Linked DNA regions of Sus scrofa: all the other regions are linked to region 4. Evidence: chromatin contacts called from public Hi-C, HiChIP or PLAC-seq and promoter capture Hi-C data. All regions are on one chromosome and are shown on one strand. The core of a region is the stretch at or near the end of the contact, and the rest is flanking DNA. Distances in the headings are between cores, read along the strand shown.

The links. Promoter capture Hi-C pulls out the DNA fragments that hold promoters and counts their contacts. A called contact is a pair of places that touch in the nucleus more often than the background predicts. HiChIP or PLAC-seq counts read pairs in DNA pulled down with a chosen protein or histone mark.
Region 1: an H3K27ac HiChIP or PLAC-seq map of alveolar macrophages shows a contact between it and region 4. The contact joins the promoter of SYPL2 here to the promoter of SARS in region 4. A contact is called at or near these places in 1 of 5 promoter capture datasets (fetal liver) and 1 of 2 datasets of contacts at active chromatin or transcription factors (alveolar macrophages).
Region 2: a promoter capture Hi-C map of fetal liver shows a contact between it and region 4, with 3 times the contacts expected there. The contact joins the promoter of LOC100624950 here to the promoter of SARS in region 4. A contact is called at or near these places in 2 of 5 promoter capture datasets (fetal liver and liver), 2 of 47 Hi-C or Micro-C datasets (heart right ventricle and liver) and 1 of 2 datasets of contacts at active chromatin or transcription factors (alveolar macrophages).
Region 3: a contact with region 4 is called in a Hi-C map of liver, with 6 times the contacts expected there. The contact joins the promoter of PSMA5 here to the promoter of SARS in region 4. A contact is called at or near these places in 2 of 47 Hi-C or Micro-C datasets (heart right ventricle and liver) and 1 of 2 datasets of contacts at active chromatin or transcription factors (alveolar macrophages).
Region 5: an H3K27ac HiChIP or PLAC-seq map of alveolar macrophages shows a contact between it and region 4. The contact joins the promoter of SORT1 here to the promoter of SARS in region 4. A contact is called at or near these places in 2 of 47 Hi-C or Micro-C datasets (embryonic fibroblasts and skeletal muscle) and 1 of 2 datasets of contacts at active chromatin or transcription factors (alveolar macrophages).

What each region holds. Positions count from the first base shown.
Region 1 is chr4:110,661,601-110,664,702 of Sscrofa11.1, forward strand. It overlaps SYPL2 (synaptophysin-like protein 2), which reads right to left and starts at 1,599. Exons shown (of 7, transcript XM_021090083.1): 1 at 1,290-1,599; 2 at 1,051-1,125. The coding sequence starts at 1,343. It overlaps LOC110260359 (a long non-coding RNA gene), which reads left to right and starts at 1,132. Exons shown (of 2, transcript XR_002343532.1): 1 at 1,132-1,256.
Region 2 is chr4:110,634,400-110,637,569 of Sscrofa11.1, forward strand. LOC100624950 (cytochrome b561 domain-containing protein 1) reads right to left here and starts at 1,539. Exons shown (of 3, transcript XM_003355263.4): 1 at 1,296-1,539; 2 at 734-771; 3 at 1-176. The coding sequence starts at 1,443. It overlaps ATXN7L2 (ataxin-7-like protein 2), which reads right to left. Exons shown (of 11, transcript XM_021090075.1): 11 at 2,834-2,981. The coding sequence ends at 2,881.
Region 3 is chr4:110,693,736-110,696,911 of Sscrofa11.1, forward strand. It overlaps PSMA5 (proteasome subunit alpha 5), which reads left to right and starts at 1,694. Exons shown (of 9, transcript NM_001144901.1): 1 at 1,694-1,834. The coding sequence starts at 1,806. LOC102167065 (a long non-coding RNA gene) reads right to left here and starts at 1,604. Exons shown (of 2, transcript XR_303194.3): 1 at 1,155-1,604.
Region 4 is chr4:110,873,212-110,876,540 of Sscrofa11.1, forward strand. SARS (serine--tRNA ligase, cytoplasmic) reads right to left here and starts at 1,501. Exons shown (of 11, transcript XM_001925670.7): 1 at 1,207-1,501. The coding sequence starts at 1,342.
Region 5 is chr4:110,719,273-110,722,775 of Sscrofa11.1, forward strand. SORT1 (sortilin) reads left to right here and starts at 1,838. Exons shown (of 20, transcript XM_013997288.2): 1 at 1,838-2,253. The coding sequence starts at 1,942.

The sequences.
Region 1 (3,102 bases), core at 349-2,848, 210 kb before region 4:
AAGAGTGACTGCCCCTGTCCACCTTCCTAATTTATACCCAGGAGGCCTTGGGCACTGAGAAGGACAGAGAGCATGCCAATGTCTCTAAGTACTGGTGAGGCAAGACATGCTATTTCCCTTATAACACTACAGGGGAAACTGAGGCAGATTTCCTCAAGGTCATAGGATAAGTCTAACCAAGGGCAAGGTTCTAACAAGCCAACCCATTTAGAGCAGAGAGGGACCCTCGGGATGGTCTGATCCTTTGACTGATATTAAAAACTCAAGTCCAAAGAAGAGACTTGCTCAAGGTCACATAGATAGAAAGGGTAGGGTAGGTCCAGATCTGGAACCCAGGGCCGCAGCTTTCCAACTCATGTTTGTTTTTTGTTGTTGTTGTTGTTGTTTTCTGTTGTTATTGTTGTTTGTTTGTTTTTTTTATGCTATGAGCCACATTTTCGTCACACTGGTTTTTACTGTCTAATTTTTTTAAATTTTATTTAATCCTACAGCCATGAACCATATACATTCATTCATCCACTCTCGCACTTACAGAGAGAGGTTACTCCAGTGACCTCAACAAGGCCACAGCCAGCCAGGACCCTGTCCCTCGAGCCCACCTCCAGGATCAGTCAGGTCATGGTGGGTTTGGGGGCAGGATGGTTTCCATCGCCTGCCTCCTTCCCTCCTCTGCCCTCTGCAGCTTTCCTCATCCCCCTTGTCCTCTTCCCCCCTCCTGCCACCAACGAGCGGTATGTGCAGGATCAGAGTTCTGGAAAGGTTACAGCCGGGTCCGCTCGCCTGGGTGAAATGTGAGCGCCCTGGGCAAAGGCTCCTTGCACATAGAAGGACCGAATCCGGGACTCCGCATGCCTCGTTCTTCATTCGCCTGCCATCAAGTGCTGGGGAAGCAGCCCCAGCCCGCCCCTCCCCCGCCCACCTGTCGCCGCCCCCCACCCTTCCGTGGGGACCGCCGCAGCACCTCCCCGCCCCCCACTCCGGCCGCATTGCTTCGGGTCAGCGTCACAGTCCAGGCTCCCGAAATAGCCCACGGCTGGGGCAGCTACTCACCCACTGGAGAACTTTGATGAAGCCTAGCGGCTCCTCCAGCCGTTGCCAGCGCAGCCCCACGAGCAGGCGGTCCACCTGCGGAGACAGGGCCGGCCCCGGGTCAGGACGGTGGGGGACCCGGGAAATCGCCGGCCCCCTTCCTCCCACTCACACCCAGAAGAGGGGCGGAATAAGGGTCGACCCGACACCCAGGTGGCGAAGGGGCGGTGAGAAAGCTCCCAGGGGCGCGCGGGGAGTACCTGCTGGCGCGGCGACTTGTCCTCGGTGCGACTCGAACTCTCCGTCGAGGACATGTTGGCGCGGCGGGGCCGGGACGCGGTGCGGGGGCTGCGGGGGTCGCGGTGGGGCTGGGGGCTGCTGACCCGGGGAGCGGGAGGCGGGCGAAGCCGGAACGCAAGCGACCGTCGATGGCCCGGGATCCAGGCTGCCGGGGTGGGTCGTGGGGGCGCTGCTGCTCACGCTCGCTGAGGCCGCGGCCGCCGCTGTGCCCCGCCGGCTGCAGAAAACCCCCGAGTCCAATTCAAACTTCTGTCAAACTCGCGAACAACTTGGCAGCCGCGTCACGTGGCATGCGCTTGCTAACCCTGCTCCCGCCCACTTCGCTCCCGGGCTCCTGCCCGCAGGACGCCTTAAAGGGACCTGTGGCCTCGGCGGGCAGTTCGGCCGCGAGGGGGCTCGGATTCTTTGCCAGGGCTGGTCCCCAGCAAGACACCGCGGCCGCTCCAACCTCATGGCCAAAGGTGGGAACTAGCCTGGCGTGCTAGTTTCTCTTTCCCAAGTTTCCTGGAATTGAAGGTGCTCTACGCCGTCTTCTCTTCTTCCACACCGTAATACTCAGAACCTAAAGGATTCTCATAAAGGCATTACCAGTGCTGAAATAAAGTTCTAAAGCTTATGGTTAACACACCACTTGCTTCCAAAATCTTAAAGAGCCAGTTCAGACGAAAAGGGCAATAGAATATATAATTTCTCACTTTTTATTCTGTCTGGTTAAGCATTGCTTTAATTTTTTTAACAACAAAAGCCATTCTGTGTTACTAATTTATCAATCATTTGAAACTCCTTTAAAATAGCCATCACCATTTAAATGAGTGAAGATAGTCTTTGAGGTGTGTAATGTGTATTGATGTTGTTGCACACAATCCACCTTAATCTTGCCCCTAATTTTCAAAACGTGTTTGCAGGAGCCCGAATGTTTAATGATGAGTATTACACATTCAGTTTGCCTGAGTGTAAATGTAAGTATTGAAAAGTTAAGTGATTTGCCCAAGGTCACTGAGTGTGAGCCAGTGGTGGGGGCCAGGGAACTCACTTTCACCGCCCAAGAACTGGCTCGTAAATATGAATCCATTGCCTCACAGTCTTTTTGGAGGTCCCTTCTGGTATTTCCTGTACTTTAGAATGACTGCTTTTTGAATATTTAGCTGTTATTAATACAATTCATTTCCCCATTAAGTGCCTTCCAAGGTTGGGGTGGAGGGAATGGCTGGGGTCAAGTCACCTAGGCTTAAAGGAAACTTCTCCAGTGGACTTCCTTGCAAATCTAGGCTAAACAAGGAACTATTGAGTCCACAATCCAGTTGTGAATAAATTATCCTGTGCTCTTAGGGTCCTTTGCTGTGGAACAGGGACAACAATTTATGTCCTTATTTCATAAAGTGATCATGAGGCTTTAGTTGCGGAAGCTATATAAATGCCCACATAACATAACACAAATATGAAATAATGTACTTATTACCAGTGTCTACAACATGTACAGAATACAACCCAATCAAGAAAGTATCAGAATAACACAGCAAAAATCCACAGACCTACCTTCTAGCCTTGTTAAATGTTAACACTCTTCCTTGTTTGTCTCAATCCTATTCTTTAAAAACAAAATAACAAGTGCATATAAAATCAAACCCTGTGCAATATCCTCATCTTATCCTCCCCCTTCTTCCTCTTTCCCTAGAAGTAACCACTATCTCATCCTGCATTTTTTTTATTAGCCTCATGTCTATTTTGTTACTTTCTGTATATATGTGACTGTATCTAGAAATAATGCATATT
Region 2 (3,170 bases), core at 289-2,788, 240 kb before region 4:
GGCAGCTCACTGCGGGTCCTGCTGGAGACGATGAAGCCCAGGCCCAGGGCTGCACAGAGGATGGCTAGGGTCTGCCCTGCCCAATGGAGTCGGATCCGGACCTTTCGGGAGCAGAAGAAGAACGGGGAGTGCTCAGGCGAGAAGAGTAGGATGGCCTCAGCCATGCAGAGGCAGAACTGTGAACATAGGAGAGGGCTAGTGAGCCTCAGGCCCAGCTTGGAGGCCTAAGAAAAAGGAGGTGCCCTCATATATTCAAACAATGAGGACAAAGGGTGGGGGCTAAGAACTCCCACCAGGACCCCCTGCCTCCCAGGTCAGCATTTCTGGGCAGAATTGGGAATCCACACTTCAATGATTCAGGCTGACATCCAGCCCCCTCCCCACCCCCTCCACAATGACTCCCACGTCTTGACCAAGGGGAAGGGCAAATGGTAAACTTCCTACTGAACTTTGGGGATCGGGAGCGACTGGAGAACACCCTTCCAATTCCTCCTTTCAGGCCTTAGCAGAGAAAAAATGGTGTCTTCCACGCCCTCCACCCCCTTCAACCACCTGACACTACCTAGAGCCCAGCCTTCTGTGTGCCCTGATCTCCTAAGTTGCAGGGAAAGATGGGGCCCTGGCCATTTCCCCCACCTCTCTGAGCCTTAGAAAGGCTGAGCCTTCTCAAGGCTGGATGCTTCCTTAGGGGAATATCCAAACAAATCACCTGCAGAAAGAAGCCCAAACTCACCGCCAAGGCCATGAATACAGGGTGCCAGGAGAAAAAACCTAAGAATCAAAGAGAACAGACTGACGGCTGGGCACCATTCTTTCTGCCCGCGTTTGGCCGGCTGGAGCCCAAAGAATCTGGCTGGAGAAGAAAAGTCACAGTGTACTATCTCCAACACTAATCAGCAATCAGGAACTCAGCACAAAGTGGAGCAACCAAGAGGGCAAACAAACCAGTTTGGCCCGAGTTCCCAATTCAGCGCCTCGCAGCAATCAGCCAAGTCCTAGAATAGATCGTGGCCTCCCTCCTTTACTTAGATCGTCCGTGAGGGGCTCCGCTTATGATGAACTAGTGAGTTTATTCCGTTCACTTCAGTCGTCTCCTCTCCTCCCGGCACCCAAAGCCCCACCCTTCCAGGACCCACCCCCAGGGCCACGCCCCACCACGCCCTTACTACCCTTCCACAGTCCGCCCCTCCACTGCTAGGGTCCCCACTCCACGCTTCTCCTAGCGCTCCCGGGCTCTGCCCCTCCAGCATCTCGGCTCCGCCCCGTCCCCTGGCCCCGCCCCCGTGCCCACTCACTGGTTCCCGGCCGGGACAGCACAGTCAGAAAGATGGTGAAGCCCAAAGCGACCAGGTGTGCCAAGATCCCACAGCCTCTCCGCAGCCAACGCGTCAGTCTCGGCTCCCTCGGCGGAGCGGGAACCAGACCTACCTCCAGGGGCTGCATGGCGGTCCCCGGCCGCCGCACCCTCCCAGCTGCCGGGGCACGTCTTCCGGGTTTGCGATCGCGGAGGCGGCCTTGGCTGCGGGAGAAGCTCCTCCCCAGGACGCCGCCGGCAATACGGCGGATGCGCCCACAGCGCCCTCTGGGGGCTGGGGGGAAAGAGCCTCGGCCCCGGAGAGCCCCGAGGGCAGAAGGCGACTGGACAGCTCCCGGCCCAGCGCTTTCCTTCAGCCAGCCTCATTTGCATTTTGATGTCTACAAGGGCTTATGGGGCTGGTGTCTCAGGCAGCCTGTGGAAATTATGTTTATGACAACTGATTTCACCCACATCACAAATCTGGTACACTGGGCCAAGCGTGTGAAACCCGTGTTTTGAGCAGTTTTCCAGAAATACTGAATTTCCCCGGTTGGCCACTGTCTCCCATCATCCCTTCTTTCGTCTTAAGGGAATAAGATTCCCCTCTGCTTAAAAGTAAGAAGACTGAAAGAATAAAGCTAGAATCTGGTGCCCTGTGCCTGGTAAATTCAGGGTTGAGGACCAAAGGCGGGCCATGCAACAGTCCTATCCCCTATCTGCGCAGTGGTTGTTGTCCCCAGTGAGACAAATGGAAAAACTAGGGCACTCCCAGCGCTGGCCGCCTCCACACCATCTGCTCAGCCCTGGGGAGCCAGGTGATCCTGAGGGACTGGGGCCTCCCACATGCCCGCTGCCTCCCACATCAAGGGAAGTTCTGTATGTGATCATACCCTTTTCCTTCCTGCCTCCAAAAAAGGTGTGGTTCGGCTTAAAGAGGTTGCGCCCCTTCCTTATGGGTAAACCCACAGGTCAGGGAGAAAAAGGGACCAAAGCAGGCCGTCCTGGGTGCAGTTACCCACTTAAGCTCCAGTGGCTGAGAAAATAAGGCTGCTAGCAAGAGGCAGGAAGAGCTGAAGAAACGTGAGGCAATAATGTGGAGACAGGATGGAGGCCTAGGGTTGCTCAAAGACCAGAGAAGAGCCACAAGCTGATGCCCACAGACCCTCAAGGCAAAGATCCAAGAGCCGGGCCAGGGGTGTGGCTCCCCTCCCCCATCCGGTCTCCTTTCCTAATGGGACTGTAGTTCCTGTGGCTGTTGCTCACTCAGAGCTGGAGCCGCACATGCCTCCTCATCCTGAGACTCCCACAGTGATTCCACCCCCAGCCATTTCCACAGTTTTAAAGGACAAAAAATGTACAAGCCTAAGAGACTTTTCTGCAGGCAAGCGATGGGAGCTGGAGCCTGGCTGCCTATCATCTCAGCCTCCTGGGGTGCGGATGGGGACAGTAAGGACACTCGTTTTGTTACATTTCTTTGCTTCCTTCTCTATGTTTGTTTTTGTATTTTCTTAGCAGCAACAGAACAGGGAGACAGTCTTGAGGTATTTTAAAGAGTTTTTTTTCTTAAAAAAAATAATATAAAGTTATAAAAAGCGGCAGCAGCCTGGGGCCCGGATCTGGAGGGGAGGAGGTGCTGGCGTCTCCATCGCAGTGGGCAGGCACTTTCTCGTTAATGGGCTTTTGACTGCAGGAAGACAACAGGCAAGAGACAGGGTCAGGCTGGGGGGCGGGAGGGGGTCTACCCATCCTCCTGTCACTGCACAGGCCATAAAAGTAAGGCCTGATTTCCTCCCGATGGTCTGGCGAGTAACACTGGGCAAGGGGGAAGACGAATGCCAGCCCCAGCAGAGGCAGCCCAGAGATCACCCAGGCC
Region 3 (3,176 bases), core at 444-2,943, 180 kb before region 4:
ATTCAAGTAATTTTGTGAGACATTCACCACCATATCTGATACTAGTATGGGCTGCAGAGCACCTTGCACCCCTGGATGTTCAGGAAATATTATTAAGCTCGAGTACCTATACAGGTATATAGGTAATGTTTATGTAGGTATATATAGAGTTCCTACATAGTAATTTCTTTCTTTTTTTTAAAATTTTTTTTATTTTTTTGCTTCTTAGGGCTGCACCCAAGGCATATGGAGGTTCCCAGGCCAGGGGCGAATTGGAGCTGTAGTGGCTGACCTACACTACAGCCACAGCAATGCAGGATCCAAGCCATGTCTGCAACCTATACCACAGCTCACAGCAACGCCAGATCCCCGACCCACTGAGCAAGGCCAAGGGTTGAACCTGCGTCCTCATGGATGCTCGTCAGATTCATTAACCCCTAAGCTAGGACGGGAACTCCCCAGTAATTTCAAAAGAACTTCAAAAGAGCAAGCATAGTGAACTTAACTAACATTTTTCAATAGTAAGGCCACATGAGCTAACCAGAAACCTAAAGGATATAATTCTTTTCTCAGAAATCTAACAGATCCTTGAGGATTGCCACTTGGAGTGTCTCCTCAGTTTTATCAGGGTCAAACTTCTTTTGGCTAGGGAACCACAAAATGAAATTCCTGGTGAACTCAAGAATGTAGCAAATAAAACGATGGGAAAAATAAATATCAATATCCAAAATGTCTTATTTCTACATTTCCTCTACCACTGAAATGCCTTGGTCATTTACAAACCTAATCTAGGGCCAAGTTATGAACTTCGCTTGAGAGAGACAGGCCTGGAGAGGTTGAGGCCTTGCCTAGTGGTGTCTCATTACCGGAAACAGAACGCTGGCGTTTCTCTTTTAGTCATAAACTGCCCACTAAATGACTTCCTAACTGGCTTTCCTGAGCAAATAACTCATTCGTTCATAGCTATGAAGCTATGAAGTTGCTTTTCTACCCTTAGGGAAGGGAAGCAAGAAACACACAAAAAGATGGCATTGCCAGCTAATTCTTCATGAATAATAGAAAAAGGCAGTGAACAATTTGAAGCCAGGATTCAGAGTTCTGGGTCACCAAGTCGAAAACCTGTACAGGGGGCAGGGGTTGGGGAGAGGAATGGAAGGAAATGCTGGGAAAATTACCTTGATGGTGCGGTGCGTAAGCTTGAAGGGTTTCCTAATGACTAAACCTCACTAACTTTTCTCAACAAACGAGCCCGAATGCACCGTAGCGCACCCCATCACCTCTCACGTCGAGCCCTGGAGGAAATCCGCGCCGGAGCGGGACGAGCCAGGGATCTTGCGAAACGCCGGGAGGGTAGAGGGCGAAGAGAGACTGGGACCCATGTGCTCTGGCGGGGATTGCGGGAGTCGGCGAGGAGTCTATCCAGCCAAGGGTTCAGTCAGCTCAACTTTCTATACAAGTTCTCCCAGTTGCCAACCTTGGGACGTGGTCACACATTCTCGAAAAAGCGAACTCTCAGCACCTGCCTTCAGCTCCGAGCGCCCCTAGCAACCACTCGCGATTTAAAGCGGAAGAGCGACCTTTGCCCAGCTCGCCCAGGACCAACCGAGGCCTGGCGGGGGAGCGCGTTAGTCCAATCACCTCGGCGGGAACTCCGACCAACCAATAGGAGGCTGACGCAGGAGGGCGGGCTTAAGGGGTCGCCGGCGCACGCGCAGTTGGGAGCGGGACCTCAGTGGTGTGGCGGTGTGGGTGATCTGGGTGCCGGTGGACTCGTGTTGGCCCTTAGAATCCCCGCGTAGCCGCTGTCGCTTTGTCCTGCCGTTACCATGTTTCTTACCCGGTCTGAGTACGACAGGTCTGTGTGGTTGTGGGACGTCGGATCGGGGTTACGGGTGGGCGGGCCCAGGGCCCGGTCTGGGCTTGGGTTCTGCCGTGTCATGGGGGCTCCCCAGGAACCCAAGTCTGGCGGGGCCTGAGGATCTCTTGGCCTCCCCAGCCTCTCGCTGTGATTCTCGAGGCTAAACTTGCGGTTTTGGGCCGCGCATGTCCTACCGCTGAGTCACTGCTGGGTCCTGAGTCGGCACGGAAGCGAGAAACTCCGCTTTGTTCTTGGGGAAAGAAGGCTTGAGGGGCCGTGACTCCGACCTTTAACCCGGGGAAGAACAGGAGTCACCCTACTTCCGTCCATCTTTTCGTGCTGAGCGGGACTGCCTTTTTAAAATGTAAATGTGCTGCCTGGAAGAAAAACAGTTAGAGATCACTTAATGGGTTTGTTAGTTTCAGCTTCTTTTTCCTTCTAGGAGGACCACCTCGTTTCCTGTTTCTTGGTAGTGGGAATAGAGCAGCCATTCCTTTGATCGAGGTGTAGAAGGGCGTGCTGTGTTGTGTAGTTTCTGCAAAAGCGCGAAGACAGTCTCAACTTTGCCCAGATGTGATGTCAGGATTCTCATTTTATGGGAACTGGTATTTAGAATGATTCTTAAGAGTTTTGTCACCGTGCTGATTCAGCTAGCCCTAGGCTTTTCTGACTGGTTGAACAGTGTAGCGAGTTACTTTAAGTGTATGTTGAGACCAAATCAGTTTTTGAAACCAAAACTATGAGATTGTTGTATTTATTTTAAAAAAGCCTTTCAGAGCTTAGAAATGTTAAGTAATATTAACTTGTACATACTTATGCCTACAGCATACTTTTTAACTTTCAGTTTCTGTTTTGGTCAGTTAAGTTTCAGGTAGCTATTAAGCTTTTTTGAATTTTAAAGCCAGGAAAAGCAGATGTTTTCTTTATACTACATGGCTTGAGAAGCTGCATTTCTTTTCAAGTATATATTGAATCTATCAAAAGTTTTATCATGGAGTTCCCTGGTGGCTCAGCGAGCTAAGGACCCAGCGTTGTTAATACTGTGGCCCTGGCTACTGCTGTGGTGTGGGTTTGATCCCTGGCGTGATAACTTCCATATGTCAGGGTTGGGGGGGTGGGAGTGGTGGTTATCACTTAAAACTACCACTTTTCAAAAATCTTTTTACTGACTCATAGAAGATATATGTGAAGTAAAACTGATGTTTTCCTACTGTCTTATAAAATGACTTTTTAAGTCAGTATTTAGCTTCCAGAGCATTGAAGAGAATCATCTTTGGGTGATACAATTTTGAATTAGGCCATGTATGATGGAAATCGTTGTCCTTATCAGCAAGCCTTT
Region 4 (3,329 bases), core at 251-2,750:
ACTCAGTAAAACAGTGTCCAGTCTAGTTTTTCCCCCTTCCATTTAATTTAATTCCACTGCAACTCAAAACTTCAGATTCAGATTCAGGTGGTGGGATCTCTCCACAAGGGACTTGACTGTGATACATAGAATCAGCAGACAATCTGAGCTGAACAAATATTCTCCTGGTACCCAATATCCTTATGTTCCAATTCTTCCTTCAGCTCTTTCCCTACCCGGGTGACACATAAATTTAGGGAAATCAACTTTCCTAAGAGAAATCCATCACCTTTTGGGACAGTGACTGACTTTGCAGGGCGCCGTCATAAACCTGGGTTTCAGCGGGTTGCAGACCTATTGCATCAGACAAAATAAACCACGTGTTTGACAGCATCCGGCCAATTAGTGACTACTCCAACTAATCTAGGCAAAGATTGATAGGCAGAGGGTGCTATGGTTTTATTTAGCCTCACGAAAGATGTCCGGATCAGTTCCAGGTTGTAGCCCAACTCCATCAACGTCTATTCCGGAAAACTTCCACAAATCACAATTAAACAGCCTCAGTAATTACGAGTTTTTTCTTGCTTCACCGCATCCCTCTGCCCACGTCTGATCTACCATGGAAGCCCATGGTCGGTTCTTAAAGGACTGCCCACAGTTCAGGGGGATTGCCTTCCCCAAAGCTCTGCGATCACTGCTTTTAGCCAGTAGCGGCCTCCAAAATCCCCAAATGCCTCCAATATGGGAGGAGTGAACCTACTGCGCTGCAGATGTGACTCAGACTGGAGCCTGTGAGTCTATCAAAATAGGGACCACTCTGGCTTTGCTGAAGATAAAAAGACCGGAGGCGACCAAACAGAGAAGTGTTAGGAAAGGGGAGCAATCTCCCCCATTACCCAACAAAATCTGCCCCGACTTTCTCTGGGTTACCCTTGCGGCCGGAAGGCTTGACAGCTCTTAACGCGCATGCGCCATGCTCTTTTCCCACAGACTCAGGAGCAGGGATCCGCGCCCCGCACGCCGGGAAGGGAGGTCTTACCGCCCCGGGGGAAGGGAAAGGTGGGGACCGTCCCGGCTCCCTGGGTGATAGGGAGAGCTTCCGAGCCACCGAAACCTAGGAGGGGGTCTGACAAGGGGTGGAAGCTATGGCCTCAGGAGCAGTATCGAGATCCGAGAGATGTAGCTGGGGTTAGGATCCAGGGATACTCCGCGAGTCTCTGTACTTACATCGTCGCCACTCGCTGTCTGCCTTCACCAGCTGATCCACTAGTCCTGGGTCCTTGAAGCGCTTCTCCTGCGACTCTCGGATGAGGGCTGGGTCCCCTCCTTTATCTACCCGAAACAAATCCAGATCCAGCACCATCTTTCCTCCTCCTGGACCAACACTAAGGGAAATGCACTTCGGGCCACAGCAGTCTGCGAGACCGACTCACTACCCCGGCGCGCCGGCCCGCCCTTCCCGCGCAGGCGCAGCAGAGCGTGCGGACGCCCCGCCTCTCGCCGGAAGCTGCTGTGTGGGGGGCGGGGCCGCGGAGAGGAGGGCGGGGCCGCGGAGAGGAGGGCGGGGCCGCGGGAGGAGGGCGGGGCCGCGGGAGGAGGGGGGGCGGGGGGGGGGCGGGGCCGCGGGAGGAGGCGGGGCGGGGGGGGGCCGCGGGAGGAGGGCGGGGCCGCGGGAGGAGGGCGGGGCCGCGGGAGGAGGGCGGGATAGGTGGACGCGGGCCTCTCGAGCTGTGTCCAGGTCGGGTCCGCTTGTTGGAGGTGTTGTGCTTTCTCATCAATTGTCTTGCTCTGCAGGGGCTCTTGTTTGCCCTATGAAAGAAAAGTGAGTGCCTGTTTCCTCCTTATGTTAAAGGGCACACCTAAGGCGAGGCAGAGGCCTTTTAGTGTAATTACTGGCTTGGAAGCTGGCACCTCCGATAAATGCCTGTTTGGACTGTAGAAGTTTGGGTCCTAAGGTTGGACTCTCTCCCTGAACCTCTACTCTCTTCTCCATCTTGAGACTTGAGTGTGCCTACACATTTTAGTCCCCAGATTACCTCAGCTCAAGATTCCTCCTCTCCTGCCTGAGTTAGAATACTTTTCTTTTTCCTTTTTAAATTTGTTGTGGTGGCGGTGTTTTGTTTTGTTTTGTTTTGTTTTTGTTTTTGTTTTTGTTTGGCCAGGACAGTGGCATGTGGAAGTTCCTGGGCCAGAGATCAAACCTGCACTACAGGAGCAACCCAAGCCACTGCAGTGACAATGCTGGATCTTGAACCCATAGTACCACAGAAGAACTCCAAAGATACCTTTATTAAGTTGCTTATTTGGTGAACTGGATTGTCCCTTTACCTACATTTAAGAACACAGGGTTGGAGTTCCCGTCGTGGCGCAGTGGTTAACGAATCCGACTGGGAACCATGAGGTTGCGGGTTCGGTCCCTGCCCTTGCTCAGTGGGTTAACGATCCAGCGTTGCCATGAGCTGTGGTGTAGGTTGTAGGCTCGGATCCCGCATTGCTGTGGCCCTGGCATAGGCCGGTGGCTACAGCTCCTATTCGACCCCTAGCCTGGGAACCTCCATATGCCGCGGGAGTGGCCCAAAGAAATAGCAAAAAGACAAAAACAAAAAAAAACCCACAGGGTTGGAGAAGCATGAATGATCTTTTAGAGGGACACATGAGGAGTTGTCTGGGTTTCCCCCCCTAGATTCTGCTTGCCTAGGTTGTTAGATTTAAAATCAGTGGAAAGAAAGTGTCAGGAGCTACAGTCTCTGAAGAAAGCATGTAAGAAGACTGTCCTCAAAGGGTCGGGTTCCTTGAAATCTTCTCAAAGTCTGTGGTGGGAGCTGACTGCTTCCATATCAGTGAAGGCATTGCCAGCATGTGTTGTTTGCTCAGTTTCAAAACAGTGATGGGTGCTGCTGGGGCTGCACAGTACTCATAGTGCCCACAGTGTCTAGGGGAGGAAGGCACTGGGCCAATCCTTTAAGAAGGTCATCAGCATAACTGGAAGGATGGCCTTAAAATCCTGACTGCTCCAAACTTCCTTAAGAATTTTCAACATTAGTCTTATCATGAGATTACAGACATCTTCCCTTACAATGTTCATGTTGCTGATAAGTATAACAGAATAATATAATAGCGTATTTCATTTATCAGCTTAGAATCACAGGACTTTTTAAAAATTTTTTTTTTTTAGGGCTGCACCCACAGCGTATGAAAGTTCCCAGGCTAGGGGTCGCATCCGAGCTACAGCTGCTGGCCTTCGCCACAGCCACAGCCACAGCAATGGATCTGAGCTGCATCTGCAACCTACGCCACAGCTCACTGCAACGCTGGATCCTTAACCCAAGGATCAAGCCAGGAATCAAACC
Region 5 (3,503 bases), core at 588-3,087, 150 kb before region 4:
TTTAGTTCTGTAAATTAAGTCTTAGGTGCAATATTTCACAAAGGAGATCTGATGATGCAACTTTTGTGTTTATTGCCTGTGTCATTTAGACAGAAGTGAAATACTAAAACAATTCATTCAAATATTTTCTCAGTACCATATGCCAGGTACCAGGTCCCTAGCAGCTGATACAGTTTGAGGAAGGAAATATATACTCTGTAAGCATATAATGATACCTAAAAGCAATGTATTAATAAGCAAAAGTACAGGTAATTCCAACAATTTGAGTTAGCGTTTACTTAGTCGTTTCTCCGAGAGATGGCACTGTTGAGTTGGCTTTTTTCTTTTCAGACAGACAATAGACATCTTTGTGTCACCCAAACAAAGAAATATTCCTGTACAGCCCCTAGTCTCCCCCCAGCTAATCACATGCTACTGGAACTGACTGTCTTGTGATCTACTCCACAGTTGGCACAGATTAAAAAATAGTGCTGTATTAAAAAATTATCTGACACATTGTAGTTAATGGAAAGGAACAAATTGTTCCCCAGTTTTCATGGAGCTTTGTCAGTTCAGTAGCTGAGAACTTGGAAGACTATTCTAGCAATTTTTACCATCCTGCTCAGATGCCATTTAAAAATACCTTTAACTTGTCACCTCTCGCTATGGTTGTTCTGACAAAATGTAAATTTATAAATGTAAAAAATGTAAGTCGTTGCAAATTAACACAACCAGAAGGATTTTAATGTAAGCCTTGGGTTGGGTGCCCTGCACCATTCATTTTGCTCTACAATGAATATATTCTCATTTGGATTTACCTCCAGTTTATAATTAAAAGTAGTTGTTAGCTGCTTTATTTAGGTGTAACATTTTGTATACTTCATATCTTCCTACTTATTACCTTTTCTACTGAGCAACTTCTAGCATTCCAAAGAGTCAATAAGGAGGATATCTAAAACTGGTTTTACTTCCACTGTGTGTTCCAGAATAATGTGCCTCTCCTTCCTGCGATAAACGGAACAGTGTAGGGGTTTTGTTTTATTTACTGGAGACAGGATGCTAATTTAAGGGACATCATATACCGAACACCAAACTTGTGCAATGCACTCACTGCAGGGTTAAAACACTTTGGTAAAGACAGATACGCATCTATACAATGATCATCTCTCAATTAGGCACTGGGCAATTCTGTCCCCCTTTTACCTGTCCCTTATGTCTAAGCTACTTTCTAACTCCAGGAAAACCAATAGGCAGTTCCTCCTTTGGTTAACTCCCTGCAGAAGAGGAAGATGAGTGAGGAGAGAATTTTCTTCGGGCTCGCATGAGTCACGGATGTCCTAATGTCTATCTGCCTCCGCGAGATTTAGCCCACACAGCTCTCACTCACTGTAGACAAATGGGGCACTCCAACCCTGCAAGGGTTAAAAGCCAGACGCACCGGTTAATGACAGAGCCCCCATTTCCAGCTAAGCGAGCTCAGGGATTCCCTGAGGAGATTTTCCAGGCGCTGCAGCAACCCAAGGAATTTTAAGGGTGTCTCTGGGGAAGAAGGGACCAATTCAGCCCCAACTTGAGGGTGCCAGAGGGAGGAGCTAGGGGTCGGGGCCCCACGGAGTTGGGGGCTTCTCGAGAAGGAGGGAAGCTCCCCATGCTAACTCTGGAAGCCCGGCCTGGGAGACGCCGGGCGATGGGGGGATGACCTCAGCGGTCTCTGCCACGTTCCAGCCAATCAGCCCCGCATCTTGGCATCCGAATCCAGGACCCCCTAAGCAGGAGGCGCCGCGAGCCAATCAGCAGTGGACCGGGGAAGAAAGACAGGCGGCCAGCCTATGGGCGGAGAGGTCTGGCTTGGCGTATCCAGGGAGCGCCGGCTCCAGCAAGGGGGGGGAAGGTGGGCGGCGCCGGCGGGGGTGGGCGGGCGCGCCGGGCGGCAGGTGTCGACGGCGTCGGCATTCGGCGGCGATGGAGCGGCCCCGGGGAGCTGCGCAGGGCCTCTCGCGCTGGCCCCACGGCCTCGGCCTCCTTCTCCTCCTCCTCCTCCAGCTGCTGCCGCCGGCAAGCCTCGGCCAGGACCGGCTGGACGCGCCGCCGCCGCCCGCTGCGCCGCTGTCGCGCTGGTCCGGCCCCGTCGGGGTGAGCTGGGGGCTGCGCGCGGCCGCGCCTGGGGGCCCGGTTCCCCGCGGCGGCCGTTGGCGCCGCAGCGCGCTCGATGAGGACGAGGACTGCGGCGGGGTCCGGGACTTCGTCGCCAGGCTGGCCAACAACACACACCAGGTGAGCGGGCGCCGGGCCGGGGCACCGCCCGGACTGTGAGGTGCTGCCCCCGGGCCCCTGGCGGCCGCCCGCCCCGCCAGCGCAGCCCGGCCCTCTGTCTTGTCCGTGCGCCTCGCGTCCCCGCGGAGGAGACCCCGGCTGCTCGCCAGCCCCGCTGGCCCGCGCTCCCCCGGCCGCAGCCCCGAAACTGCGGCTGGCCGGCGGGCGGGCCGAGTTGGGCCCGGGGAGCTGCCCTCAGATGCCGCGGCCGAGCATGTTTCGTCACAGGGGAGGCAGGCTTTGACTTTCACGGGATTCTTTTTTTTTTTAATTTTTTTTTTACTTTTATTTTTCTGTTTAATTGTCAAAATCTCTCGAGCGTCGTTGTTTTCCGTCTGTATAAATAATTAGGATCCAGTAACGCTATACCCCACCAGGAAGCTGGAGGAGTAATTACCTCTTAAGTGCTTGGAGAAGTTGGGCTACGCAGAAGCAAAGGTGTGTCTTCGCCGGGTCAGTACTTTCTGGGTGGGTAGGCGGGTGTTCAGTAATCCCAGAGCAGTTATTAGATTACTGTGTGTTTTAACGGCTAAAGGAACAAGCTTGGCAGTGGGGTTGATAGTACGTATATGATCTCTCTTACGCCTTCGATTTGACCTTCTGTCATGGCATTGGACTGTATCCCATTGTAACAAGATTTCCAACACTTAACACGTTGCAGATATTCTGCTTTGAGTTAGGTCCTCGTCGAAAACTTTAAAAATTATGGCAGTTCTGTCTCTGGGGATAAGCAGCTCAACCTTTGCATAGTACTACTGGTTGACAAAGCCAGTTGTTGGCTATGTCCTGGCTCCTTGCACCTTGGGCGTCTTCCTCATTTTTTTTTTTTTTCTTCCTAGAACTAGCGATTTAATTGCTACCCACATTTGCGTAATATATTTACAATTGAATATATTTTCTCTCTTCTATCCATCCCTCCTTCCTTCCTCTTTCAAGGAGAGTTGCACATGGGGACAGAAGTGAGTGGTTAACTGCACTTGTCCTTTTAGAACCACATGCTGTAATAGCCAAATCCCCCCTTGAACTGTCTTTCTCCCTCTGCCTGGATTATACTTATTACCTGTGCAGAATTCTCTGGTCTGGGGACCCAGGGCAGTTGCAGTCAAAGCACAAGCTGTCAGGGATAACTCTTGCTAAATGCAGTCCAAGCAGCAGCTGCATAAAAGTGGCCAAGCTAGTGCTGACGTGTGGGACAGTTTGGGTGCACACAG